7 separate regions of the Mus musculus genome follow, and regions 1, 2, 3, 4, 6 and 7 are each linked to region 5. The links are chromatin contacts, called in public ChIA-PET and HiChIP or PLAC-seq maps. All regions are on one chromosome and are shown on one strand. The core of a region is the stretch at or near the end of the contact, and the rest is flanking DNA. Distances in the headings are between cores, read along the strand shown.

Evidence for each region. ChIA-PET counts read pairs in DNA pulled down with a chosen protein or histone mark. HiChIP or PLAC-seq counts read pairs in DNA pulled down with a chosen protein or histone mark.
Region 1: a contact with region 5 is called in an H3K27ac HiChIP or PLAC-seq map of regulatory T cell precursor, with 21 times the contacts expected there. The contact joins two enhancer-like sites. A contact is called at or near these places in 2 of 15 datasets of contacts at CTCF or cohesin (pro-B cells and stem cell-derived epiblast-like cells), 39 of 484 Hi-C or Micro-C datasets (B cells, CD4 T cells, CD8 T cells and 27 more) and 18 of 115 datasets of contacts at active chromatin or transcription factors (CD8 T cells, DN3 thymocytes, T-cell acute lymphoblastic leukemia and 13 more).
Region 2: an RNA polymerase II ChIA-PET map of memory CD8 T cells shows a contact between it and region 5, with 14 read pairs. The contact joins two enhancer-like sites.
Region 3: an H3K27ac HiChIP or PLAC-seq map of regulatory T cells shows a contact between it and region 5, with 6 times the contacts expected there. The contact joins two enhancer-like sites. A contact is called at or near these places in 1 of 15 datasets of contacts at CTCF or cohesin (large pre-B cells), 1 of 484 Hi-C or Micro-C datasets (nephron progenitors), 5 of 115 datasets of contacts at active chromatin or transcription factors (Th17 cells, embryonic basal ganglia, embryonic stem cells and 2 more) and 1 of 9 other capture datasets (embryonic stem cells).
Region 4: an RNA polymerase II ChIA-PET map of memory CD8 T cells shows a contact between it and region 5, with 25 read pairs. The contact joins the promoter of Kif23 here to the enhancer-like site in region 5. A contact is called at or near these places in 2 of 39 promoter capture datasets (cranial neural crest and hippocampal neurons) and 8 of 115 datasets of contacts at active chromatin or transcription factors (CD8 T cells, astrocytes, bone marrow-derived macrophages and 4 more).
Region 6: a contact with region 5 is called in an RNA polymerase II ChIA-PET map of memory CD8 T cells, with 582 read pairs. The contact joins two enhancer-like sites. A contact is called at or near these places in 2 of 15 datasets of contacts at CTCF or cohesin (the NIH/3T3 cell line and pro-B cells), 25 of 484 Hi-C or Micro-C datasets (B cells, the G1E-ER4 cell line, the HPC-5 cell line and 16 more) and 10 of 115 datasets of contacts at active chromatin or transcription factors (CD8 T cells, T-cell acute lymphoblastic leukemia, acute myeloid leukemia and 6 more).
Region 7: a contact with region 5 is called in an RNA polymerase II ChIA-PET map of memory CD8 T cells, with 12 times the contacts expected there. The contact joins two enhancer-like sites. A contact is called at or near these places in 1 of 484 Hi-C or Micro-C datasets (bone marrow-derived macrophages) and 3 of 115 datasets of contacts at active chromatin or transcription factors (T-cell acute lymphoblastic leukemia, extraembryonic endoderm stem cells and memory CD8 T cells).

The regions. Positions count from the first base shown.
Region 1 is chr9:61,705,920-61,709,488 of GRCm38.p6, forward strand. No RefSeq gene overlaps it. Among named protein-coding and RNA genes, the nearest start is that of Gm34770, 46 kb to the left of the region's middle. Within about 2 kb of position 2,177, at least 124 of the 459 cell types and tissues checked have an H3K27ac peak or open chromatin away from gene starts, as enhancers often do. A contact at or near this core is called in B cells, CD8 T cells, DN3 thymocytes and 23 more, where this site is marked.
Region 2 is chr9:61,964,496-61,967,884 of GRCm38.p6, forward strand. All of the region lies in intron 5 of Paqr5 (progestin and adipoQ receptor family member V), which reads right to left. Among named protein-coding and RNA genes, the nearest start is that of Gm35152, 10 kb to the right of the region's middle. Within about 2 kb of position 1,331, at least 112 of the 459 cell types and tissues checked have an H3K27ac peak or open chromatin away from gene starts, as enhancers often do. A contact at or near this core is called in memory CD8 T cells, where this site is marked.
Region 3 is chr9:61,747,282-61,750,719 of GRCm38.p6, forward strand. Gm34828 (a long non-coding RNA gene) reads right to left here. Exons shown (of 7, transcript XR_001779197.1): 7 at 3,106-3,438. Among named protein-coding and RNA genes, the nearest start is that of Gm34828, 73 kb to the right of the region's middle. Within about 2 kb of position 1,785, at least 10 of the 459 cell types and tissues checked have an H3K27ac peak or open chromatin away from gene starts, as enhancers often do. A contact at or near this core is called in memory CD8 T cells and regulatory T cells, where this site is marked.
Region 4 is chr9:61,945,104-61,948,409 of GRCm38.p6, forward strand. It overlaps Kif23 (kinesin family member 23), which reads right to left and starts at 1,696. Exons shown (of 23, transcript NM_024245.4): 1 at 1,509-1,696; 2 at 247-316. The coding sequence starts at 1,519.
Region 5 is chr9:60,997,162-61,000,675 of GRCm38.p6, forward strand. The region is part of intron 1 of Gm51680 (a long non-coding RNA gene); the gene reads right to left. Among named protein-coding and RNA genes, the nearest start is that of Gm5122, 18 kb to the right of the region's middle. Within about 2 kb of position 2,135, at least 126 of the 459 cell types and tissues checked have an H3K27ac peak or open chromatin away from gene starts, as enhancers often do. A contact at or near this core is called in B cells, CD8 T cells, DN3 thymocytes and 24 more, where this site is marked.
Region 6 is chr9:61,679,637-61,683,139 of GRCm38.p6, forward strand. No RefSeq gene overlaps it. Among named protein-coding and RNA genes, the nearest start is that of Gm34770, 20 kb to the left of the region's middle. Within about 2 kb of position 1,490, at least 110 of the 459 cell types and tissues checked have an H3K27ac peak or open chromatin away from gene starts, as enhancers often do. A contact at or near this core is called in B cells, CD8 T cells, the G1E-ER4 cell line and 14 more, where this site is marked.
Region 7 is chr9:61,789,789-61,793,360 of GRCm38.p6, forward strand. The region is part of intron 3 of Gm34828 (a long non-coding RNA gene); the gene reads right to left. Among named protein-coding and RNA genes, the nearest start is that of Gm34828, 31 kb to the right of the region's middle. Within about 2 kb of position 1,278, at least 28 of the 459 cell types and tissues checked have an H3K27ac peak or open chromatin away from gene starts, as enhancers often do. A contact at or near this core is called in memory CD8 T cells, where this site is marked.

The DNA of each region.
Region 1 (3,569 bases), core at 927-3,426, 710 kb after region 5:
GAAATATTCCGTTAATTCTGGCATTCTGGGCAGCCTCTGGGCTAGGCCAGGTCAAGGTGCAACAATGTGGCAATTTCAGGATTTGGTAAATGAAAATCAAGACCTAGGGTGTCTTGGGAGTCTGGGGCAGGGTGGCTTGCATACTGTTTTTAGCTCCTTTTCCTGTTGCTGTGATAAACTACTCTGACAACAACAACTTCAGAACAAAAAAGGGTTATTCCAGTTTCATAGTTGAAGATGCTCTCACAGTGAGGAAGTCAAGGCACCAGGAACATAAAGCAACTGGTCACATGACATCCATAGTCAGAAGAGAAAAATGAATGTATACGTGCTGATGTTCAGCTCCCAGTCTTCCTTTATATAATTCAGGATCCCCTGCCCGGGTAACAGTGCTACCCACAATCCAGATGGGTCTTCCTAAACCAATTAATGTAATCAGGATAATCTCCAGTGGACACGGGTAGAGGCGTGTCTTCCGGGTGGTCCTGGATTCTGTCAAGCTGAAAGTTAGCACTGATCTTTGCATCCTCTTTGCATGGCCTTGGGAGCACAAAGCCCTCCAAAGTCACCACAGACAAAGAGAGAGCAGGAAGGGGTGTGCATGGGTGTTTGTTTACTTGCCTTGATGTCAGACTGTCAGTGAAAAAGCCACGCAGTTTGTAACATAGCTGCAAAGGAAGCTGGAGGTGGAGAAAGGACATAGGAAATACGTGGGACTTGCCATCACTCCACAGTCTGACATCTCCTAGCACAGTGCTTCTCAACCTTCCTAATTCTGCAGCCCTCATGTGGTGACCCCAACCATAAAATTATTTTTGTTGTTACTCATAACTGGAATTTTGCTGCTGTTATGAATTATAATGTAAATATCTGATATGCAGGATATCTGATGTGTGACCCTGTGAAAGGGTCATTTAACTCCAAAGAGGTTGAGAACCATTGTCCTATCAACTCTCAGAGTATGTCATACAGAAGCAAGAGTCAAATTAAGGAGCCATGTCTCGGGTGGCCAGGCTCTCCACTCCAAGTCCTGGGAGCTAACATGATAAATATCAGGCTGATGAGTAGAACGTCCCCGGTCTCTCCAGCATCTTTCCCATTTGCCACTACCCATCACAACCCCTCTTCTACATCTTCCTTGGGTCTCAGGGTCCATCTCACACAACTCAGTTTGGGGGGTGTTTAGGGAGCCATGAACAGAACTAGAACCTGGAGGGAGAGGGGCCTCTGACTTTCTCAATTAGAGATTAGAGCTTGAGCTGTCATTGGCAGGGAGTGATTTGGAAATGCGAGAAGAAAACTAAATAGGAATGAGCTAAAGAAGGAAAAGTTCCGGGGAAAAGGTAGACATCAACCCATCCACATGGTGAGACAGAGAAGGAGCAAACATTAACTCATCCATATGATGGGGAAGGGGGAGGACCAAACCTTAACCCATCCATGTGACGGAGAAGGGGAAGGACCAAACATCAGCTCTCCCATATGATAGGGATGGGAAAGGATAAAGCACTTAACCCATCCATATGGTGGAGACAAGAAGAACCAAAGACAAAACGTGTCAGGGTGGCTGGATGCCAAGAGGGGGCTGGGTGTCTGAACACTGGCTATTTCAAGAAGAGATCTGAATATCATATGAGGAGGAGAAACTAGCAGAGAGCCCACTGTGTCTCATCTTTGTGAGTGGTGTGCATGAAGACCATGGTGGCCTTTACTTCCTTTCAGTTACTTTTAGTGCTTCCTGGAATGTATTTTCATGTCAAAAGTGGGTCACAAGAAACCCCTGTGTGTACTCCAGTTATAGCAATTTAAAAAAAAATCAAAACCATGTGCATAGATAGTGTTTGCCGTAAGCAAGCATGTAAGGCTAATGGCATCAGGAAGTGGCTGTAACTGCACAGGGATGGCAGGCGAGAGAAGTGAAAGTTGTTAACAGCAGGCCATTACCTTAGCTTCCTGGGCCCCGGAAGGCTGCCTTCCTTCCCCCCCACCCCCAACACAGAGGTTTCCAGGCCTGGAAGGTACTCTCAGGACCCAAGCAGACTAGGAGGGTCTCCGTCTCACTCTAAGTGCCTTATCTCAGGGAAGTGACAGTGACAACAGCTTTGTTGGTTGCCGCACGCCACTACTGACTCATCTGATGCTTCCGGCCCTCTAAAACCCAACATGATTTTACCAGTGCTGTTGACCCAGCCACACCACATCCTGTCTGCATCTGGTGTGTGTGTTAGAGCAGTGCATGTGTAGAGGTCGCTGTCACCTTTCATCTCCAGGGGTAGCCATTTTGGCCCAGTGTTAATGTCAGGCCTTTGGTGATCCAATCTGCCACTTGTCATCCACCCTCGCCTGCCCACCTATCACTCAGAAGTAGGGCAGTTTAGTGTCAGGTGAGAATTGGGGGTTTCTACTTTTGAACCCACACCTTTTCATTGTCTACTAGCCTGGGCAAGCACTTACCCTCTCTCTGCTTTCATTCCATGGTCTGTGGATGAATGACACAGGCAGACTGTGCGGAGCTAAAGGAATGACTTTCACTAGACACCACAAGAGAGGCTCACACACATTCATCTCTCCTCCCCATCTGAAATCCATTCTAATCATTGAAAATGGTATTGACTAAAGAGCCCTTTGACATCCACTACAGACCCCATCCAGACTGGTGTAGTGAGACTCCTCTGATCATTTTGACTGTGGCCTTGTGACTAGCTCCTCATCCATTTAATATTAGATTCTAATTCTTCCAGAATCTAGCCCTGGTTCCTTATTTGGGGACCAGCTTATAAACATGAGAAATCACTCATTGGCCTTGACCTTTGTGTATAGAATTTATCATTACAATAAAAAGCAACAGACCAAACTTCAAGAGATTCCCTTGATTCCCAGTGGCCCAGGGGAAAGTCCAGCTGACCCCCCCCCCTTCAGATACCGCACCCCACCCATATGACCCCTAAGTAGCTACCCTTATGTCCTCAAGAGAGGCATGGACAGCTTGCCTACCCTCACCATGTCACAGCTAGTGGAATCAGTTTTGACTCTTTGGCCTGACTCCCCCCCCCCCCGCCCCAAGCAGAGAAGGGCAACAAAGCTTCATTCCAATGGACCAGAGCTCAAATTCCAGCTCTTTACCTATGAGTAAGGGCCTCAGGGGAGTCGCTAGGCTCTCTGACATCAGATCAGGTCGGGGGTAATGAGTCTAGCCTCCCTGGAAGCTCAGGACTTTGGAGGGGGTCCTCATAGAGCCTACCTTTTTCTTTGTCTCAGTTCCACCAAGACAGCAAGTGTTCCTTCTACCTTCTTTCCACACACACCCTACATGAGAAAAGATGAAAATCCAAGTCCCTGCAACCATCCAGGACTAAATCATCCATTTAAACACCACCTTAAGTTCCTTACTCCTAAAAACAAGAGGACCGAATCAGACATCAATAACGTCAGCTTCTCCCAAGCGAATGCTGGGTGCTGCTTGTCACTCAACGTGGATCAGTTCCAGGCTTGGTGAGCAAACTCTAGAAATGTGATCCTGTGAAAGGAATAGCCCCAGCACCGGGGCACATGAACCCCCAAAGTCCACT
Region 2 (3,389 bases), core at 81-2,580, 970 kb after region 5:
CAGGAGGTCAGGATTTAGCAGGGAGACCCCATACAAAACTGCAGCTCTGGGGCTGTAGATGTAGCTCAGCTAGTAGAGTACCAGGATAGCATGCAGGAAGCCTTGGATTCCATCCTCGGTGCTCATAAGCCAGACATGGTGACACTTGCCTGTGAGTCCAACACTCAGAGGTCAAGGCAGGTGGATCAGAAGTTCACGGTCATTTTTAAAAAAGATTTATTTTATTTATATGAGTGCCATCTCTTCAGACTCCTCAAGGTCATTTTAAATATATTTTATATCGTGAATTTGAAGTCAGCCTCGTCTATAGGAGACCCTGAGTTCAAAAACCAAAACAAGGGCTGTAGAGATGGCTCAGTGGTTAAGAGCATTGACTACTCTTCCAAAGGTCCTGAGTTTAATTCCCAGCAATCACATGGTGGCTCGCAACCATCTGTAATGGAATATGATGCCCTCTTCTGGTATGTCTGAAAGTGGCTACAGTGTACTCATATACATAAATAAATAAATGAAACAAACAAAAACCAAACCCAATTACCTTCATGATTACACTACAACACTGGGGAAGAGGCGGATGCACTGTGGCTCCACAGGGACACCCCAGATTCCAGTACAGGCTGGACACATCAGGATCGCGCTGCCCTGGCAGGTTGCCTCTAAAGCTGTGTCTGACCTGTCCCTCCCTCATAGTGTTGTTATAAGGACTTGAAGAAAAGAGGCACCACGGCCCTTAGAGTCACACACAGCCCAGCTACTAAACAGTTGCTATGAAAACAAACCCCTCCCCTCTCATCACAGCTATGTTGGAGCAGAAGGTAAGAGCAAGAGAGGACAGGTTCTGGGTGGAGGGTCTAAGGAGGAGCTGAGAACAGACACAGCTAGGATTTGGCCCAAGTGCCCCTGCCTGCCCCTGCCAGGCCCAGCCTCAGTCTTTCTTCCCCCAGGGGCCCATAACCCCAGCAGAAGCTGTCCAACCACAGCAGTGCGGTTATGTATCTGCAGTGCCTGGGCCGGGCTTACTCCTAAAAGAGTGCTCCTTGTGGCTGGCCACTTACACGCAAAGAAAATCGGGCTCTGACTTGTGGAGGGCTGTGCCCCAAAGCATGGTTTCCTGTGACTTGTCACCAGGCCTGAAAAAGTACTTCCCCAGGAGGCAAATGAATCAGCCTCTCCAGCAGCAAAGCTGGGTCTGCAGGGGACAAAAAGTAGAAGAAGCAAAATAGAAACAGAGGCAAAAAAAAAAAATCCAAACCACAGAAGAGGGGGGGCCACTCCCAAGGTGCAATTCCACATCTAGCCACAGGATGTCACCACAGCCAGAGATTCCTGGAGGTAGCAGCCCTGGCCCAAGATGCCTCCAAAGCACTGCCAAGCACAGCTGGTTTACAGGCCTGAGGACTGAGAACTCTGCCCATTGAGTCAGTAATCCTAAGACAACCTGTGTGTCTAAATGAGTGCCATTGAGCCACTGACATGACCTGCTTCTCTTGCTCTCTGTCCTGCTCCATAGAGCAGTAAGCTGTGTGTGTGTGTGTGTGTGTGTGTGTGTGTGTGTGTGTGTGTGTGTGTGTGCGCGCGCGCCTTTCCTATTCCTGGAACCCTCTGAGGGCACAACCTTACTCCACCCACAGTGCCAGACTTTTCACATGGGTCCCAGAGCCCAGGCAGCCTTTGAGGAATGTTGGTTAGGTGAATGGGCACAGTAGCCCAGATGTACTCTCAGGATCAGCAGAAACAAAGTACGTCGTTGTCAAGGAGAGGAAGCCCCAAACATGGGGTCACAAGACATTCCTGGGTCTGTGCCACATGTCTTCATCCAAATACTGCAGGCATGCTAAATATACAGCATCCACCGTGGACCTGCATGGTCAGGGTGGGGTGTGGGGGAACTCTGGACTAGAATAAAGCAATGTATCCTGGTGGTAACAGGTAGCCAGGAGCTTTAAAAACTTAATTTAAAAGGCTGCAAACATCCCAATAGGCTGCACTCTGTGCTCTTGGGAAAGAAGTCTTGACCCACAGATCGTAGGGACTGCATCTTTCACACCCATGCGCCATCTCTACCCCTACTAAGCACAACATTTGCTCTCTCTGGCCCCCAGTTCTGAATACCAGAGCCATGAGGAGCTAAGGGACCAACTACATAGGGACAATAACTGACCCAAAGACCAGATGCAGGGTCTACCCAGGAGCCCAGGCAGCCAGAGGAAAGGCCACCCAGGCACACTGCACCTCTGTGCTGTGAATATGCCTCTGACCAAGTATTCACCTCGCTTCACCATGGCACAGACGCTGTATACTACACAGTTTAACGCCTCCTGGAATTAGAAGGACCCAGTGATCCAGGAGCAGAGACTTTATTTCCTGGCTCTACAGGTAGATTCAAGCTCCATCCAGCTTTCATGGAATTCTGTGATTTCCAAGAAAATCAGAGAGTCTTTCCGCATCTTCCAAGAATATGAGAGAGCAGTTCCCCAGGGATGATGCTACAGAAAATTCAGTGGGGCACACCAAGCAAGACACTTTGACTCCCAGGGAGAGCAAACTATGCCTGCCTCTAGTCCTTCCCAAAAATTCCGGCAAAAGGAGGAAAACCTGGGTAAACCTATCGGATGCTGCAGAAAAATCTTACCCCCCCCCCCCATAAAAAGAAAGAAAGACACAATTTGGCAGGTTCCCCACAACCTGGGTGTCACTCAGAGCAAACTAGAACCAAGACCATACCAAAGAGGAAGCCCTTACTATGCCTGCTTCTCCCTGGAGAGGGGACAGTACAGTTGGGGGTACAGAGGACACACATGCAACCCTAGTACCTCTCCTGGCCTGCCACTTCTTAGCACTATGTAGATAGGGCTGTCACCTGGCTACAGTCACCTGGAAGGTTTCCTAAGCAACCGAGGAAGCCTGTGCTTTCAGGCAGGCCACTTCTGCAAAGAGCAGTGTCAACTAGCACAGATACTCCCATGACAACGCGGCTCACACTCCGCCCCACAGAATCTTGCATGAAAGGAAAAGGAGTAACAGGATTAGAGACAGGGAGCTGGCATGACTCACGGCCACGCCTGAAGGCTCTTCATCACCCATCAGTGCACGGAGAGCTGGCATGACTCGTGGCCACGCTTGAATGCCCTTCATCAGTGCACCTAGAGATGCCATTCCCACCCATCCCTGTGAGAGGAGGACAGCCTGGTTCTGAGGACCTCTCCCTGTCCATGCCTGTGCAGGCATCCTCTGCATATGACTGAGAATCGGCTATGCAGAAGGGAGCTGTGTTGACCCCACTGTACAGGGGAGAGGATTGAAATTCAAGGAACACACACAGTGACTTGCCTAAGCAGTAAAGCCATCTGTAGAACTTATGGAGACTATAAAAACAATTCTAGTGTAGG
Region 3 (3,438 bases), core at 535-3,034, 750 kb after region 5:
CAATGAGCCTTACACTACATGCCATGACCCTCCTTGGAAAGTCAGAAGAACTTTCCAGATGAGCCTCAGAGTTCCCTGTCTGACAGCATGGATCCAGAAGACCCTAGGAAGCACCTGTAGAATTGGGCACTGCACCTTAGAAAGAGGTTAAACTTCCAAAGACTAACTCAACTCTAGAGAGTCCCCATGATTGTAGGGAGATTAAAAAGAGAGGCAATGGGGCCATGGAGATGGCTTAATGTGTGAGGTCCTTATCACAGGAGCATGGGGACCTGAGTTCAATTCCCGGAATTCATGGTCTACGCATGATGCATAGACTGCCCTCTGTCCTACATGCATGGTGAGCACATGCATGCATTCACATACAGAGATACACAGAGAGAAGCAAGGAAAAATAATTAAATTAATTATTAATAATTAATTATTAATTTAATAATTAATAATTAAATTCCCACTAGAGATATGGGCCTAAAAGGGCACCTTCCCTGCGGCATGGAAATTCCCAGGAATAAAGAAGGAATCCCTTGAGTAAGGAGGAGGGGCAAGTATGTCAAGCAGAGGGAATGGCCAAGGCACAGAGGAGGGCTGGTTTGACTTTGTCAATGGAGAAGTGGTAGTAGAGAGACAAAAGCTGCATTGCATCAGGGGAGCTAAGAGGAGCTAGGGCAGGGCATTGGATGGGTGGATGGTGCAGGTTGTATTCACCATTGCAGAGAAGCACAGCAAAGCCCCTTTCTCATCCTCCCTCCTCATTTCAAATAAAAATTCAGTGTAGAAAGCAACACTGGACAAGGGAGATGGCTCAGCAGGTGGTAAGGCAGCTTGTTGCACAAGACTCAGGGCTTGAGTTCAAATCCCCAAAACTCACATTAAAAAATGGGCATGGTAATTAACATACACTCGTAACTCCAGGCCAGTGGCAGGCAGAGACAGGAGGACCAATGGCGCATATTGGCCACAAGTCTACCTCCAGGTTCAATGAGCGACCCTGTCTCAAGGGAGTAAGGCAGGGGATACTAAAGCAGGGTATTATAATCATCCTGTGTCCTCTGCAGATGTCCAGCTGTATATGTACATGTGTTCATCTACCACACACATACATAAGCACACTCACACAAACCTGCATCCACAGCTGTCCTGCCTCAGATGGACCCAGCTCCCCTGAGAGGTCTGCTGGACTTGAGCACTCAAGATAGCCTTGTTTAAGCCCACAGACTGAGAGGAAATTCTAGAAGCTATGACATCTAAGCCTGCCATGTGACTAGAGTTTCACAGGCTAGCTTTGGCTACCTTCTTAAGTGACCTCCTCCAGCATAGACAGGTCCAGATGGCTGAGTGACAGGTGGCTGGCAGGAAGCTGGCAGCACCTGTCTGTAGGTTTATGCTCTGCCTGCCCCTGGTCAGCCACTTACCACCCCTGGTCTCATCTCAATGGTGTCTTCCCTGGCTCTAGTAGGCCAGCCAGGGAAGTCAGTATTAGGACCAAGGCTGTCATATCCCTTTGTTATGTGGAAGCCCAAGAAACTCAGTCTCACCTCTCAGGACTAGGACAGTCCAGGGACAGAGTGAGAATAGACAGAGTGCAGGACACAAGACTGGCACCAACAGCAAATTACACAGGCACATACCTATGGCTGAAGAGGCAGGCTTCCTTTAAGATGGATTCTGGGGCAGAGACCACCTAAGAGCTGCCCAGTGAAGATTGGTGATAACAACAGTTACTACTTCTTATTGTATAGCCATTATGTGCCAGACTCCCTAGTCAGTTATAACCTATAACATCCTGTTGCTTTCACCCAGAAAGCCTGTGGCTAGGTAGTTAAGATCACCCCACTTAAAAGTTAAGGAAACTGAGGTTCTGAGAAATGACCTAGTTGCCAAAGGTCATTGTTAAGAGGTAGCAGGTAGAGGTGTGTGTGTGTGTGTGTGTGTGTGTGTGTGTGTATGTGTGTGAAGGGTGGTTGAAGGGTTGAACCCCTTCCAGCCACCTAGACCCTCTCTGCTTTTTTCTCGAAGCCTAGGGTCTTGCTAACTCTAACACAAAGCACACACAAGTTCAAGCTCTCCGTCATCAATGAACTGGAGCTGAGTTAGAAGTCAGGCAGCACCCAGGAAGTGATTCTAGGAGGGTGGAACCTGCATAAAATTGACCGAGGAAGCAAAGCATGCTGGGCTTGAGTTGAGTCTGACAGACTTAGGCCAGGATAGTTCCTCTGAGGCTTCAGATCTATACAGGTAGTGAAGGGCTCTAGCCAGCCTGAGTATGGCAAACATGGCTCTGGAAGGCCGTGCCCTTCCCTGATTCCCTCTACCTTGCTAAACTGTTATGTGACATTCCTAAAGCTAGCCACCAAGGTCTATTCCCTTGTTTGGCCACTTCCTTCCTCTTAGACTGACTACCAATGTCCAACTATCAAAGTTTTGAAGTGCAGTACTCAAAAGTCTCCTTTTGGCTACCCTAATTAACATGCCCAATGAATGTTAAACAGTTCATCATAACACATGGTTTCCCCCTTTCTCTTTATAAATTTCCATTTGCCTACAGACCACATTTGTCTTCTCTCTACCCAGTGGCAGTCTTTTGTACCCCCCAGGCAAACGTCCCTTCCCTATCCTTTGTTCCCTTCCCTTTTCCCTAGTCCTCTCTCCCCTGTCTTTGACTCTTACTCCCTGTCCTTTGTCCCTCTGGGGCAAATAAATCTCCTTTGTGCTGAGATCTTGGTCTTTGGTGTGTCCTGTGCCAACTCTGGTCCTTTCAGGTAGCCTCCGCTCAGGTCCCTCACTCGGTGGCTCTTAGGTCTGTTGCATTTGCACACCACTTAGGGCTGTAGAGCTCACCAATGTCTCCGTGTCTCCTTCTACCTTTCCTCTTCCTTAAAACAAGTGCACCATGGCTTGCCTCAAACTAAAAGGGTTCTGCACAGCAAAGGAAAAGCAACAGAGTGAACAGCCAGTCTGGGATCAGAGGAAAATCATTGCCAGCTATTAAACCAATGAGAGATTAGTATACAGAATGTATAAAGAACTCAGAAATTGAACCCAGCAATTAAAAGGACAAATGAGTTGAATAGTCCCCAAAAGAGCAAGTAACCAACAGAGACATGAAAAGCTGTTTAATGTCTATAGCCATAAAGGAAAGACAAATCAAAGATGTGATGAGATTCCATGTCACTGCAGTCAGAATGGCTGTCATAGAAACAAACAAACAAAACCAAAAATCAACAAATGCTGGTGTCTGTAGGGGGTTAGATGAATGTTTATGTGTTGCTGGTGTGTTTTGTGTAGCAGTTTCCTCTGAGAGTGAAACTCCATCCTTCAGGGAAGCTCCTTAAAACAGGAAATAAACAACTCAAGATAACTTCAGGAAGTCCCTGAAACTGATTAGATTCACTAGGCCACTCTGCCTCCCATAGACTAAATACTAAAGACAGCTAATAG
Region 4 (3,306 bases), core at 446-2,945, 950 kb after region 5:
AGACCATTTAACCTTTCAAATCTAATTAGTGATAGTAGGTTTGCAGTCAACAACTAAAGAGTCCCTTTACAGAAAGCAAACTTCCCAGCTAAACCCAGCTTTATACAATTCAGTGCATCGGTTTAACTGCGTGCTCTTTAACCCGACTTTCATATTGCTTTCCTCCCCTTTCAAGCACACACATACAAGAAGTGGACTAAAGAAAGAAAATACACACACACACACACACACACACACACACCTTACCCCCACTGGATCTTTAAGGTTTGTCTGAGATCCTTTTTTTATTACAGGTTTTCTGACCGTCTTAGCCTTCCTGGTTAAAAAGAGAAAAAAAAGCCATAAATTCAACACTAACATAGAAGACATCACAAATTCTAACAATGAACTTCCTAAGGCTTAAAAAAATCATTTCCCAGCAATCTCAAATACCGCACAGCAAATAACATGTATATAAACAATAAACTGTACTCGAGAAATGTGGTATATGTAATTTAACTCATTAAAATTTCAATTGGGAAAATACACTTTTGATACCATTAGTACTCAGTGGAACTTTTGTTTGTATTTTTTTTAAGTGTTGGAGTGCAAATTCAGAGATTTGCTCATGCTATGTAGGAAGATTAGATTATTCACAATGCTGAAATGTCTTGCTATTTTAAGTAAACAATATAAAAAATTATTTTATTTCAACATTCTCTATCATTTAACTTTTTTTTCCTTTCTCGTTTATAGGCTACAAGAATATTTAACACAAATTAAACCAAAAGACTCGTTTAGACTGTAGATTATTAAAGTACTTTTCTCAATAGAGTCACACGTAAACTAGAAGCAAACCAGAGTCCAGCGATATACTAGGGTAGGTATCCTTAAGTAAATATAAAGACTGACGTTTCCTCATTTTAAAAAGTTCCGTTTTTTTTTTTTTTCGTGTGTGTGCGTGTGAAAGTAACGATTTCTAAAGCCAGCCCTCCTTCGCAGTAAAAGTGTAACCAGGATGTGGCTCTCCTGAAGAGTCTAGGAATACTGAGGAATGTGGGCGTGGGAGATAGAGTAGGCGTGTGGGATGGCCTGGGGACAAAGATAGCGCAAGGTGGCGGAGCTGCAGAAGGACCCTGACCTCAAGGCTAGAACTAGGGAAGGGATGCCGACGGAGCTGTGGAGGCTCAACTCCCCCAAAGTGCCAGCGCGCACCCCGGCTGCGCGCCGCCCGGGGTCCCCAGACCTGCCACCTGCGCAGCGGGCGGGGAGGAAGGAAGCTGGGGAGGGATGGGCAGCCCAAAGGATGGCAACCCGAGGAGGTGGTGGCAGACAGCCCCGGATTCGGAGGCAGCCTTCGCGGGCTCAGAGGACTGGGAGGGCGCCGGCACACCAGGGTCGCCAGCCACCAGAACTCTGCAGTGCGGAGCTTCGGCCTACACTGTACTACGGACTCAGCTCCCGGGCAGTCCCCAGTCTCAGCGTGAGGAGGGCGGCGACCCCCACGCAGTCCTCCCACCAGTACTCACGCTGACTTCATGACCGCAGGCTCCGTGCTATCCTGACGCGCGCGCGGGACGTCGGGCTCCGACAGGAGCAAGGCTGGCGGGAACTAAGCCGAGCAAACCACGGCCGCGGGGACCAGGACTCAATCTGAGGAGAGCCCGGCGGCGACGCTGCAAGCCCAAGTGTGCGCCCGCCCGGCGCATTTCAAACAGGCCAATCAGCGGCCGCCTGCGGCGAAGGGGCGGGGCCTCGGGGAGCGCTGGCACGGCCAGCAGGGGCGCTCGTCTCCTTGGCAACCCAAGGGCGCCAGCCGGAGGCTGAGGAGGGCAGCGCTGGAGAAAAACCTGAGAGGGGAAATCCCGGCCCTTCCGCCCTTCCGTTCTGACGCAGAAGCTGAGATCTCCCAGTCTTTGTCCTGAGAACCTCTAAGGAAGTAAAGCCTTGGTCGGGCATGTTCTAATTTCAGGCTGGCCGCTGGCTACCACATCATCTTATTCATTTTATTGTATTTATATTTTATTTTTACCTTTACTTTTAGTTCTACGTTTACATTTTATCTTACTTTTGATATTTATTTTGAGACGAGAGTATCTTGTATCCCAGGCTGGCCTCACACTTACAGTGAGGACCCCAGAATGATCTTGAAGACTATACCAACTTGGCAGACAACCTGTTGTAAGTTCCTTTCTCTGGATTCTCCAGTTCTCTCTCTCTCTCTCTCTCTCTCTCTCTCTCTCTCTCTGTGTGTGTGTGTGTGTGTGTGTGTGTGTGTGTGTGTGTGTGTGTTTCATGGTGCTAGTGATCAAACCTAGAGCCTCACAATGTTAGGCAAAGGTGATACCACTAAGCCACACATCCTTAACCTTCAAATTCTTGATTTTGATGTTTCCTGGATATACAGAGATGCATAAAATCTACCCACTGCCCTTGTGCAACCACCGTTTACCCTTTGCCTTCTACAAGTTGATTCTTTCTCATTTAATCCCAGCCCCCATGCTGACGATTCCCCAGGGATGTAGCCACACCTGCGTTCTGTGACTCAAGCTCCACTTAGAACTTCCTTTAGGGCCAGCACTGATAAGGATAGCCAGTTTAATATCCATAGTTAATGTCCATATTACTGGACATTAGTCTTTCCAATATTTACTGTTGCAAACTGCTTCGATGAATAAACCTGAAAATGCATCCATGGATAAATTTCCAGAAGCAGATAGAAAGCTACCAGGCTTTGCCACCATCACTTTCCAAAACCGATCCATTTGACTGCACTCTCACCTATAAGTCACAGGTCTGGGAGAGCCCTAGGGTGGGTCATCGCCCTTTGCTTGAGACCCTCAGTGGGGCCCTGAGGCTAGTCTTCCTGTTCAGTTGCGTCACCTCTCACCTGTCCCAAGCCCAACGCTCATGCGTGGAACGTTTCTGCCCCCACACTCGAGTCTCTCTGCTGTCTCTCAGCCTTCCTTTCCTCGGAGAATGCCTCACCTTCTCTGGATCCCAGAGCCCCTGCCGCCCCTCACTGCACCGTTGATTTCAGCATCACCCCACGCGGTGCCCGGCCCCTGTTTACGGAGTCCTCTCCCAGCGTATCCTCTTCAGCCTCGCTAGATGGCACTGTTGCACGCTCGGTGCTTACCACTATGGGCATGGCCCTAAGCGTTGAAAGCGGTGGAGGCTCTCACTGAAGGACACTGGAGGGGCTCTCCCATGCTCCATCTGTAGCTTTGACTCATGCTGGGTTTTCTCTCTCTTGCTCCTGTCCATCCATAGTAAGGCTCTCTAACTCATTCGTTTTCTTTTCTTTTCTTTTTTCTTTCTTTCTTT
Region 5 (3,514 bases), core at 885-3,384:
TTTGTTTGTTTTAACTGTAGATATGAGTGAGAGAACAGCCAGAGGCATCTGGAACAGTCCAGAGCAGAGAGAAAAAGAAGTAGACTGAACGTGGCCAGGGCTATCTGCAAGAGAGGGAAGAAGACCAGGATATAGAGAATAGAGATCATGATGAGAATTGCACCGTACATGGAGGGTGAGCATCTGTGGGGAGGGAGGGGCCAGGAGGCTGGAGTGGGCACTTTGAAATGTAGACAAAGTACTTATGGTACTTCAACCACAGGTGTGTGTCAATGGAGAGCCGTAGGTCCCACTGCTAGAGAAAAGAGAAATGGTCCCTTTGGCAGATGGGAAGTGGCCTCACAAGTTCCCGAGGAAGGCTGGCTTTTATTTAGCCACCAGAAATCCTCCTATGCAGCTCAGGTTGAACATTTCTGCATAGTTGGATTGGCTTTTGAAGGTTGAGGAACTGGAGTTTCCTTTGGATCTAACAGAGGTCTGAGGACAGCACTGACTCCTAGGTGCTATCTATCTTGTGTTTTGGGACAGTGTCTCTCACTCGACCTGGAACTTACCAAGTAGGCTAAGCTGTCTGGTCATCCAACCCCAGAGAACTGCCTGCTTCCACTTCCCCGGTGCTAGGGTTACAAGGTCATGCCAACCACTATGTCCAGCTTTTTAACATGTGGATCCTGGGGCTTGAACTCTGGTCCTAGTGTTTGTCTTTGTGGAATGAATATTCCTGAGTCCCTTAATTTTCTTTTAAATGAAAAGACTGTTGTTGGACATGGTAGTTGAGCTGGTGTGTGTGTGTGTGTGTGTGTGTGTGTGTGTGTGTGTGTGAAAGAGAGAGAGACAGAGAGACAGAGGGAGAGACAGACAGATACACACACAGAGACAGAGAGAGACAGAGACAGAGAGAGACAGACAGATGAGGGAGGGGGGAGGAGGGAGACCCTTGACAACCTCAACACCTTCAGGGAGGGGCCATCTGTTGATAGTGTTGTGGTATTGTATTTTGGGAGCCATGTTCTAGGGCCAGGACTGCAGAGGGCAGAAATGGAAGGCTTGCTATCTTCAGGACGGCGTTGATGGTGGTAATGGCCCCACTAAGCAGGAAGAGGGCACTGTGGAATCATCAAGCTTTGAAACTCTGGGTGGGGCCAGCCACACAGCTTCAAGGAGTCAAGTTGAACCAGCCCACTTGGTTGGTTAGCTACAAACTGCTGAGCTGCCTCAGCAACAATTCTACTATCAGCTGATGGCTATTAGAACCCTGTTCTGTAAGATCATGGTCACATTTGATCTTTACGGTCATACTCCAGTCTTACAGGTGGGAACACTGAGGCTCAGCAAAGACAAGAAAAGCCATTTAAGGTTAACATCATCTAGCTAGCAAACTGTTGAGCTGGCAATCCCAACCACACCTCTGACCCCAAAGCCCAAGCCACAAGCCACTTTGCTGTGCTGTACCAGAGCTGAGCTGGGCAGTCAGCATGCTTCCCACAGAAGAGTGGGGGTGGGGGTGGAGGTAGGGGGTGGGAGGTAGGTATATCACATAGCAGCTGACACCTGCCAACTCTACCTAGGTGTCAGTTGCTATTTCACAAGTAAGTTCTGCTCTGGTTTCTTCTCAAGGGCCACTAGGTCTGGCCAGGATGTGGAAATTTACCATCAGGTTCCGTCTGACCTTGAACGTTGCCAGTAGAGAGTAGGGTGAGGTCCGCAGCCTGTGAATCTGAGCTCAACCCCAGGTTGGTGAGGGCTCTTGGGTTGCCTACCTTAGGCATGGACATTTCCTGCTCATCTGCAGGGCCAGAGTGGATGATGTTCCAGCATAGAGAAAGGAGGAGCCTGGGACCTAGGACAGCTTCCTGGCATATGTCTGAGGCTCCTCCATCCACAGGATACTGGTAACCAGAGACTGGTTTGACATGAGGGGGCTGTGGGTAGTGATGGGGTGCCCTTTGGGAGAATGGGGAAGCCATGGTTAGATCTTGTCGTTCTGAGCTTCCTGCCCCTCCCTCACATGGGCAACAGAACCAAGCTGCCAGAATCAAATGAGCCAGAAGAGGAAGTTTTAGATGACTGACTGGTATCTTCATTTGCAGATCAGGAAACTGAGGTTTGAGGGCAGCTATGACTCATAATAGGTGACAAGTCACTGAGGGTTGAGATGAACAAGCACCCGAGCTCCCTCAACCCCTGCAGACACATGGCCTTCCTTGATGGGGGTTGGGGTGGGGGTGGTTCGATGGCGTCATCCGAGTCTAGTCGTCCTCCTGTTCCCTGGAGCCAGCTCCCCCTACAGGCCAGACATACATTGCCCTTTGCCAGGAGGTCTGGGCACCTTAGCTGCATGGTCTCTGTTCATATGTCAGGTGGCCTGCCTCCTCTCCTGAATGCTTGCTCGTCTTCTATTATGTGGAACACTGTTTTCTTCTCTAGTAAGGGTACCCCAGTTTCCTGCTGGAAATGATCCCTGCTCTGATTCCCACAACACCAGATCTCTCTCAGTTTCTGTTCTGCCTCTCTGTCTCTCCGTCTCTGTGTGTGTGTGCGTGTGCGTGCGTGTGCATGCATGCATGCCTCAGTTCTCTCTGTCTCTCAGCCTCTCTGTCCCTCCCTATTTCTTTCTGTATCTGTCTCTTTCTCTGTCTGTCTGTCTATATATATTTCTCTCTCTCTCTCTCTCTCTCTCTCTCTCTCTCTCTCTCTCTCTCTCTCTCATACACACACACACACACACACACACACACACACACACACACACACACAGCATGTTCCTCCTTTACCAGGTGATAGAAAGGGCAGGCACTAAACTCCGGTGCGGACATGAGTAATCTAGACTCTAGAATGTTTGAGGCTCACACCTCCTGAACTCTACACTCCCCATACCCAGGAGCCAATCTGTTTCTTCTGCAGAACCGTCTCTGTGATCTCGGAATGGCTTTCCCAGAATTGCACGGTGCTCCTCCGCCCATGCTGCCATATGAAGGACCCACTTGTGTGCCTGCCCTGTGCCTCAAGTGAGGCAGATGCTTGGTAAATGTACTGTGGCTTCAGTGCCGCCATAACAGAGAGAGCTGCTCATCTCCCCCCCCCCCCGCCCCCGGTTCCTTTCTGAAGCCTCCCTTCCCTCTCTGATTCCTCTTTGAACCCCCTTCAATTTCCTGCCTTTTCCACTGAATTTTTCATTGGGAAGAAGCGCGTTTAAAGATGTGAAGCACACGCTTTGCTGGGTCTCAGCTTTGATGAATCTTTGATGCTGAGGCTGAGGAGTCAAGGAGATGCACCAGGCTGGGGAAGGAGGGAGGGGCGGGGAAGAGGCCTGCAAGGATGTTATCCTCCTTCCCAGCACCTCCCACAGGGAGTTCATACACCTGCCATGTTCCTAGCCTAAGAGTGTTCTGCAGTGGGAACCTGCGTGCGTGCAGGCAGGTGTGGTGTGTGTGCGTGTGTGTGTGCGTGTGTGTGCGTGTGTGTGTGTGTGTGTGTGCGAGTGTGCGTGTGTGTGCGAGTGTGTGCAGGGCCA
Region 6 (3,503 bases), core at 240-2,739, 680 kb after region 5:
GGGCCAGCTTTGGGGAGTCCTTAGTGCCTCAAAGAGGGCAGACTTTGAGGGACAAAGAAAGAAGGGTAACTAAGACATTCTGTATCTCTCTTACACACACACACACACACACACACACACACAGAGAGAGAGAGAGAGAGAGAGAGAGAGAGAGAGAGAGAGAGAGAGAGAGAGCAAGAAAACCACATCCAGTCTGGACTGAAAAAGCAACGGTGAAGGGTGACTACCCCACCCAGTAAATCAAGATGTGGGATTCAAACCACTTCCGCCCTCAGCTTCAGGTCAAGAGCGTCACGTATCTGCATAAGACCTCACAGGGGCGGAGTTGCTGCTGCCAGGATGGGAGTGCAAAACCCCACTCAGGTGACAGGTCACACACCCATGGACACAGCCAAGTAGAGGAGAGGCCAGAATGAAATGACAGATCTGTTCACCTCACGAGACAGGACCACTGGACTCCATTCTCCAAGATCCCAAGGACACAGAGGTGTATAGGCCACAGTCCTTGAACCAAACCAAGATGGCTCTGGCACCAATTCCTGCTGAGCTTCTGCAATGTTCTATACCCATCTCCTAGGCCTGAGATTCTCTCTATGTAGGGACCCCTCATGGACTCAGACACTGAACCCACAGGGTATATTAAGAGGCTCAGACCCGGGCTGAGGCAGTGACTCAGCTAGTGAATGGAGTTTACCCTGACATGGCCTGATGACCAAACGCCCACCCCTGGAACTCATGTAAAGGTAGCAGGAGAAAACCAACTCCACAACATTGTCTCTGCCTACACACACACACACACACACACACACACACACACACACACTACAGAATGTGCGTCCACATACACTAACTTCAATGATAACATAATAGAGGTGACTTTTGAAGGGGTCCAGCCCTTCACTTCAGAGGGCATACTGGTTGACGGCCAGTAGCCCTCTTTGTGCAGAAGGCTCTCTCTACCGCTGGCAGGCATTCCCCATTATCCCAGATGCAAGGAGCCTTAGAGACCACAGTTCTTAGTTTTAGGTGCTGAAGCTACTAAGCTCCTTTCCATCGGATTCCCCATCCCCTTGGGGAGCTTATGATGTTGCTCCAGTGAACTGGCCCACGCCTGCCTGCTGTGCAAGGATCCCAGGTTGTCAGTCTCTCGTCTGCAGACAACTGCAGCCCCTGCGGCGTTACCCAGTCTCAGCTGTGTCTGTAATGTCTATGCAGGCTTATAGACTGGGTCAATTCTTTCTCTCCTTCTGATCTCATCTCTAAAGTGGGGAGGCTAGACAGAGGAAGAGCTTACTCCTTTTCCACATTTGGCTTTGTGTCTGTCCCCAGGGACACCCCGGAGCAAGGACTCAGCCAGTAAGGGCAACAACGCCACAGCAGTCGTGAATGGAAGAGAAGCCCTATGTTTCCACGTTCTGGGTCCAGTGTGCATTCTGTGCCCTAGAGACAGAGACAGGGAGGCAACCCCACAGCCTGAGATGAGGAAGTACGCTCTCCACATCTGAGCTACTTCTAGGGTGAGGGAGGGGCCTCAACTTGATGGTTTCTAGGGAGAGAGAGTTTGTGGCAGGAAGCAGGCCAGAAAAAAAAAAAAAAACCTAAAAACAAAAACAAAACCAGAATCAGCCGGGGAACATCAGCTTGCCACACAGCCTCCCAGGACCTTGGTGGAGAGTCACTGGTACAATGCATCCCCAGAAGTCTTGGAAGGAGACGGGGGTGGGGGTGGGGTGGGGGTGGGGGTGGGGGTGGGGGGGGGCGGGGGGGGCGGGGGGGGAGGAGAGTAGGTTGGGGTTGGGCACTTTCAGGAAAGCTACTGACATGGCTGGGGACAAATAGCATTGTGCAACTTCAGATAAGGTGTGAAGCAGGTGAGACCACATTCAGCTCACACTCAGCGAGAAGGGCTCCTCTTCCTCAGGAACTGGAGCACAGATGTCTACCGTGGTAGCCAGATCTGAGTTGAGGCTCCTCCACCTGTAAACTGGAGGCCTTGGTATTTTGTGGATGTTTCAAGCCCAGGCCTTCGTTTCCTGAGAATAACAACAACTCCTCTTTCAGCATAGGGCCACAAGGTTTAAAAGGTTTGAGTGCTTGGCATATATTAGGGCTCAGCCAACGGCTGCAGAGATGAAGGCTGGAGACTCGGGGAATGCCCAGAAACTCTTTTGATTATTTTGCTGTCTCAAGGGGTCCAGATCTGCAACTGACTCAGAAATATGCCCCACCTCTCCACCCCATCCCCAATTCTTCCTCTAACCCCCACTCCTCCCTGTCCCCCACCCCACCCCATCTCTCTTCTCTGTCTCTCTGTCTCTGTCTCTGTCTGTCTCTGTCTGTCTCTGTCTCTCTCTGTCTCTCTGTCTCTCTGTCTCTCTGTCTCTCTGTCTCTCTCTCTCTGTGTGTGTGTGTGTGTGTGTGTGTGTGTGTGTGTGTGTGTGTATGTGTAAAAGAGAAACAACTGTCCTTCCTGGTCTTCCCCAGACATAAGAAAACAATAGGTACACCCCTCACACACACACACACACACACACACACACACACAAAATACAGCAAGCTGGAGGAAAGCAAGCAGCACACAGCCAGCCTCCTCTGCTCCAGCAGCAGCAGCAGAGCCAGGATCACCTGCAGGTACCACAGTAGCAATGCCCAGAGTTTCTGGTGCCTCCTAGAGCTCCTCTTGGGATGACTGATGCCATATTAGGAACTCAGAGTGGCCTAAGAAGGAGCACTGAGGAGTGTGTGCTGCTGGCCCTTGAAAGGTTGGCCTCCCAGAGTTCTGCTGAGTGCTGGAGATGGAAATGAACGACAGAGTCCTGGTTGGGGGGGAGACCCACACCACCCCAGAAAGGCTCCCTTGTAGCAGGGAAGTAACTTCCTCTCACTGGGCCCCAGCTCTTCTACAGGAAATGAGGGGCGTGCCTTAAGTGAGATCTCAGAGCCCCTCTAGCCATGGGATGACACTGAATGTGGCTGGGCACTTCCCAGGCTTCAGTCCTATTCAAGAAGCACAGGCTGTGGCCTGTGTACCAGGCACCTGTGCCGACCCGGGAGGAGATGGCACATCCTGTTTGCTACTGCCACTGTAAGCTCAGGGCCTCATGAAGGCAGACATGTCTACACTTAAATTTAAACGTGGACGGTCTCAGACCCCAAGACAGTGCTGACAGACCCATCAGTTCTTCCAGGGAGACTCAGGAAGATTCCAGAAAGAAAGAGGATCCCTGAGATGTGATCAGGGATCTGGGAAGGTGAAGGCTGAGAAGAAAATAAAAGGGAACCTTGCACGTGACTGATCATGGCTGCAGGGAGATATACAGAAGGATGGGAGCCCAGAGAGACAAGCTGGTGACACACTACGGAAGATGTCAAACAGCAGACCATGAGGTGGCACTTGTCCTGTAGATATGAGACATGTGCAGAGGTCCCAGGCAGGGGAGTGACAGTGGCATATCTTTGGTTTAGACTATGCATGTGGGCAGTGACGTTGGTCCCCTCTGACC
Region 7 (3,572 bases), core at 28-2,527, 790 kb after region 5:
CAAACAAGAAAGCTGGGTGTGATGGCACACCTGGAATCCAACAGCTCCTGAGATCCAGGCAGGAGGATCATAGGTTCAAGGCCACCCTGGGATACTTAGAAAGACCCTGTCTCAATTTTTTAAAACTAATTCTTAGAATACACTTGGGAAAAAAAAAGAAGAGACGTGGAGACACTGTAGCTTGAGACAGAATCTTCCTTTGAGGAGAACAAAGAAGACAGAGAGAAGATAGAATAGTTCGAGGCCAGCCTGATCTACAAAGTGAGTTCTAGGACAGCCAAGGCTATACAGAGAAGCCCTGTCTCAGAAAAAAAAAAAAAAAAGGTAAGAGAAAATATGAAGCTCTTCGGAGACTGCGCTCCTGTGGGGGAAGAGACAGCATGATCCAAAGGTCACCACGGTCTTCAGAGACAGGTCCGCCATTCAGCTCAGTCACCGTCTGCCTGGGGTTGTGTAGTAGAGCTCTGAGATCATTCCCTCATCTGAGGTAGCCTAGTGTGGTCTCTGCCCTCACTCTTGGCAGGCTTACTGTGAGATATAAAGAATCAACATGAAGTTTTGAAAATTGTGAAATACTATAGAACTGCCTTAATTTTCCAAAAAGGTGGGAAGACGTTGGGTAATAGAGAGCTAACGTGAAGCAGGATCTGCGTGGGAGCGAGTTCCTTAAACCATTCTGCTTTCACTGAGCAGCCAACGCTGCCTGGGGGCCCCCGTGTTTCATGCTGTAGTGTAACAGCTCTATCAGGATCCACCCCTAGGAATGTACCCTTGAAATACACAAAGTATACCACACACACACATACACACACTCGGAAACACATAAAGATGCACATAAAGAAAGAAAGGTATATACATTATGTGCACACATAGACACACACATGAGAACACTCAAAGAGACATAGATACAAATGCACATACACACAGAGAGGCATATACAGGGGCACACAGAGATACTTTGATACAGACACACACAAACATACATGTACACAAAGACATGCACACAATATGAGCAACTGTGTCACACTCTGTCACCATGACTTCCTCATTGGGATAAACTGTACAGGCAAATTGTAATCACAAACGAACTCTTCCTTAAGTTGCTTTCATTAGGTATTTGGTCTCAGTAAATGAGTAAAGTCATAGTACAGAAGATAATAGAGATAGGGTGGGTCCCACAGGCAGCAGGTGGACCTTTGCAAGGGCTATACTCAGCCCACATAAGAGAACAGGAAGTAGTTTAGAGAGACAGCCAGTGTGAAGGGGAGAGATGTGTGGATGCTGCCACAAAGCCAGTGTGCTCTGAGAAGGGTGGGCAGACCTGTCAGCCCAGGAAGGAGACAGTAAGTACTGAGACAATGTGGTTAGAAAGACCAAAGAAGGGCAGACTTCAGGATCCTCGAGCAAAGATGAAACCTGTGAAGTTATCCTAGAGATCATGGAAGCCATTGTGTAGCTTTTGAGCAAGGAACTAACCAATCGCATTGAGCTATTGGTAGTGAGGTGTGGAAAGTGGCAATTCTGAATTGGGTAGTCCTACCTATGCAACAGGCACAAGGGGACAATGGCAAAGGTGACCACACACACACACACACACACACACACACACACTCACACACACACACACACACACACACACTCTCTCTCACACACACTCACACACACTCTCTCTCACACACACACTCACACACACTCACACACTTCTCCTGACCACAGAGAGGAGTATAAAGGATTCCCCTCGCAGCAGCTCTTGCTGCTATGCCAGCCTCAAAAGAGCACAGCGGGAAGCGCATCGTAGCATCCTGAACAGGGAAGAGAAAACACATTCTTGGAAGAGAGTTCTCTCAACCCAGCCACCCACAGTCCCAGAAAGGGGCTGGCAATCTGTTTCTCCTGGCATCCGATCAGAATGCTCCTGAGGCCAAGAGGACCCGAACGAGTTCTTCTGCTCGTGTGTGTGTGTGTGTGTGTGTGTGTGTGTGTGTGTGTGTGTATGTGTGTACAGCCCAATGGGGCCTTCTGTCTCTGAACAGACCCCTGATGGGGGAGGCAGAGTCAGTACCTCACACCCCAAAGCAACACTATTTCAGAGTTCCAGGAACACAACCTGAGATGTCCCCAGTCACTACGGGCTTTTTCTCTGGCACTCTGCTTAGCCCTTCCATGTAGAAATGCGGGTATAGAAACACGCCTTGAAGAAATCCTGAATCACAGACATCTCAGAATGGATATGCATGGGGTCTGAGGAGTTTGGGGGTTCTAAACCCCCCAGTGTTATTTGAGTGTTAATGAGTTAGATAATAAACATCCCTGTGAGACTTGTGGGGTGAAGGTTTGGTCACTCAGTAGAGAGGTGAATGAATCATAAGGACATTGATGTCATCAAAAGTTAAGCCACTGGAGAGCTGGAGAGATGGCTCAGCAGTTAAGGGCACTGACTGCTCTTCCAGAGGTCCTGAGTTCAATTTCCAGCAACCACATGGTGGCTCACAACCATCTGCAATGGCCCTCCTCCACTCTGGCTTCTTCTCTGCTTCCCAACCAGGATAAAATAAAAAGCAACAGAGCTGTCCAACCTTGACAGGCACCCCTGAAACCTCAAACCAAATTAATCTTCCCTCCAGTGCTGGTTAATTTTTGTTTGTTTGGTTTTATCAACTTGACATAAACTAGTCACTTAGGAAGAGGTGACAGCAGTTGAGGAATTGTCACCACTGAGGAGCATTTTCTTAAAGGATAATTAATATCAAGGCATCCATCCAGCCCACTGTGAGTGGTGCCACCCCTGAGCAGATGGTCCCAAGGTATACAAGAAAACAAACAACAACAAAAGAACAAGACACTGAGTAAGCCAGGAACTTGGCACTCCTCCCTGGCCCCTGCTTCAGTTCCTGCCTCGCGGTTCCTGCCTTGAGTTCCTGCCCCGACTTCTTTCAGTGTTGGACTGGGACAACACTCCAAAATAACTCTCTTGTCCCCAAGTTGGTTTTATTCATGGAATTTATACAGCAATAGAAACCCTAAGGTGGGTCTTTGAAGTTGATTCATCGCTAGTGTTTTGCCACAGAAACAAAAAAATAGACCAACTTAGGGGCTAGAAAAGTGGCTCAGTGGTTGAGAGCACTTGCAGAGGACCCAGGTTCAGACCCCAACACTCCTGTCACAGTTTACAATCATCCATAAATTCAAGAGATTTGACACTCTCTTCTGACCGCCACAGGTACCAGGCCCACATGTGGTACACATACTTACATGCAGGCAAAACACTCATAGACATAACATTAAGGCAAATAAATCTTCTTTTTAAAAGAATCTTAAGGGGCTAGTCTACCCAGTAAACGTCAGAAAGGCTAAAGGGATGCACACTCAAGAAGCACAGGCCCTCAAACCTCCTACAAAAGTCTCTGCTCAGGATTGGGCCTGTAACTCCTTAAAGAACTTTCTTTTCCTCTCAGAATAACAAGGGAAGCTTCCTCCTCTGTCAGGGGCTCTCCACAGCTACTCTAAGGTCAGTGGGTTAACATGTCCTGCCGCTGTAAGACTGGTGTTGGGGGAGGGGAGGGGGCTCAAAG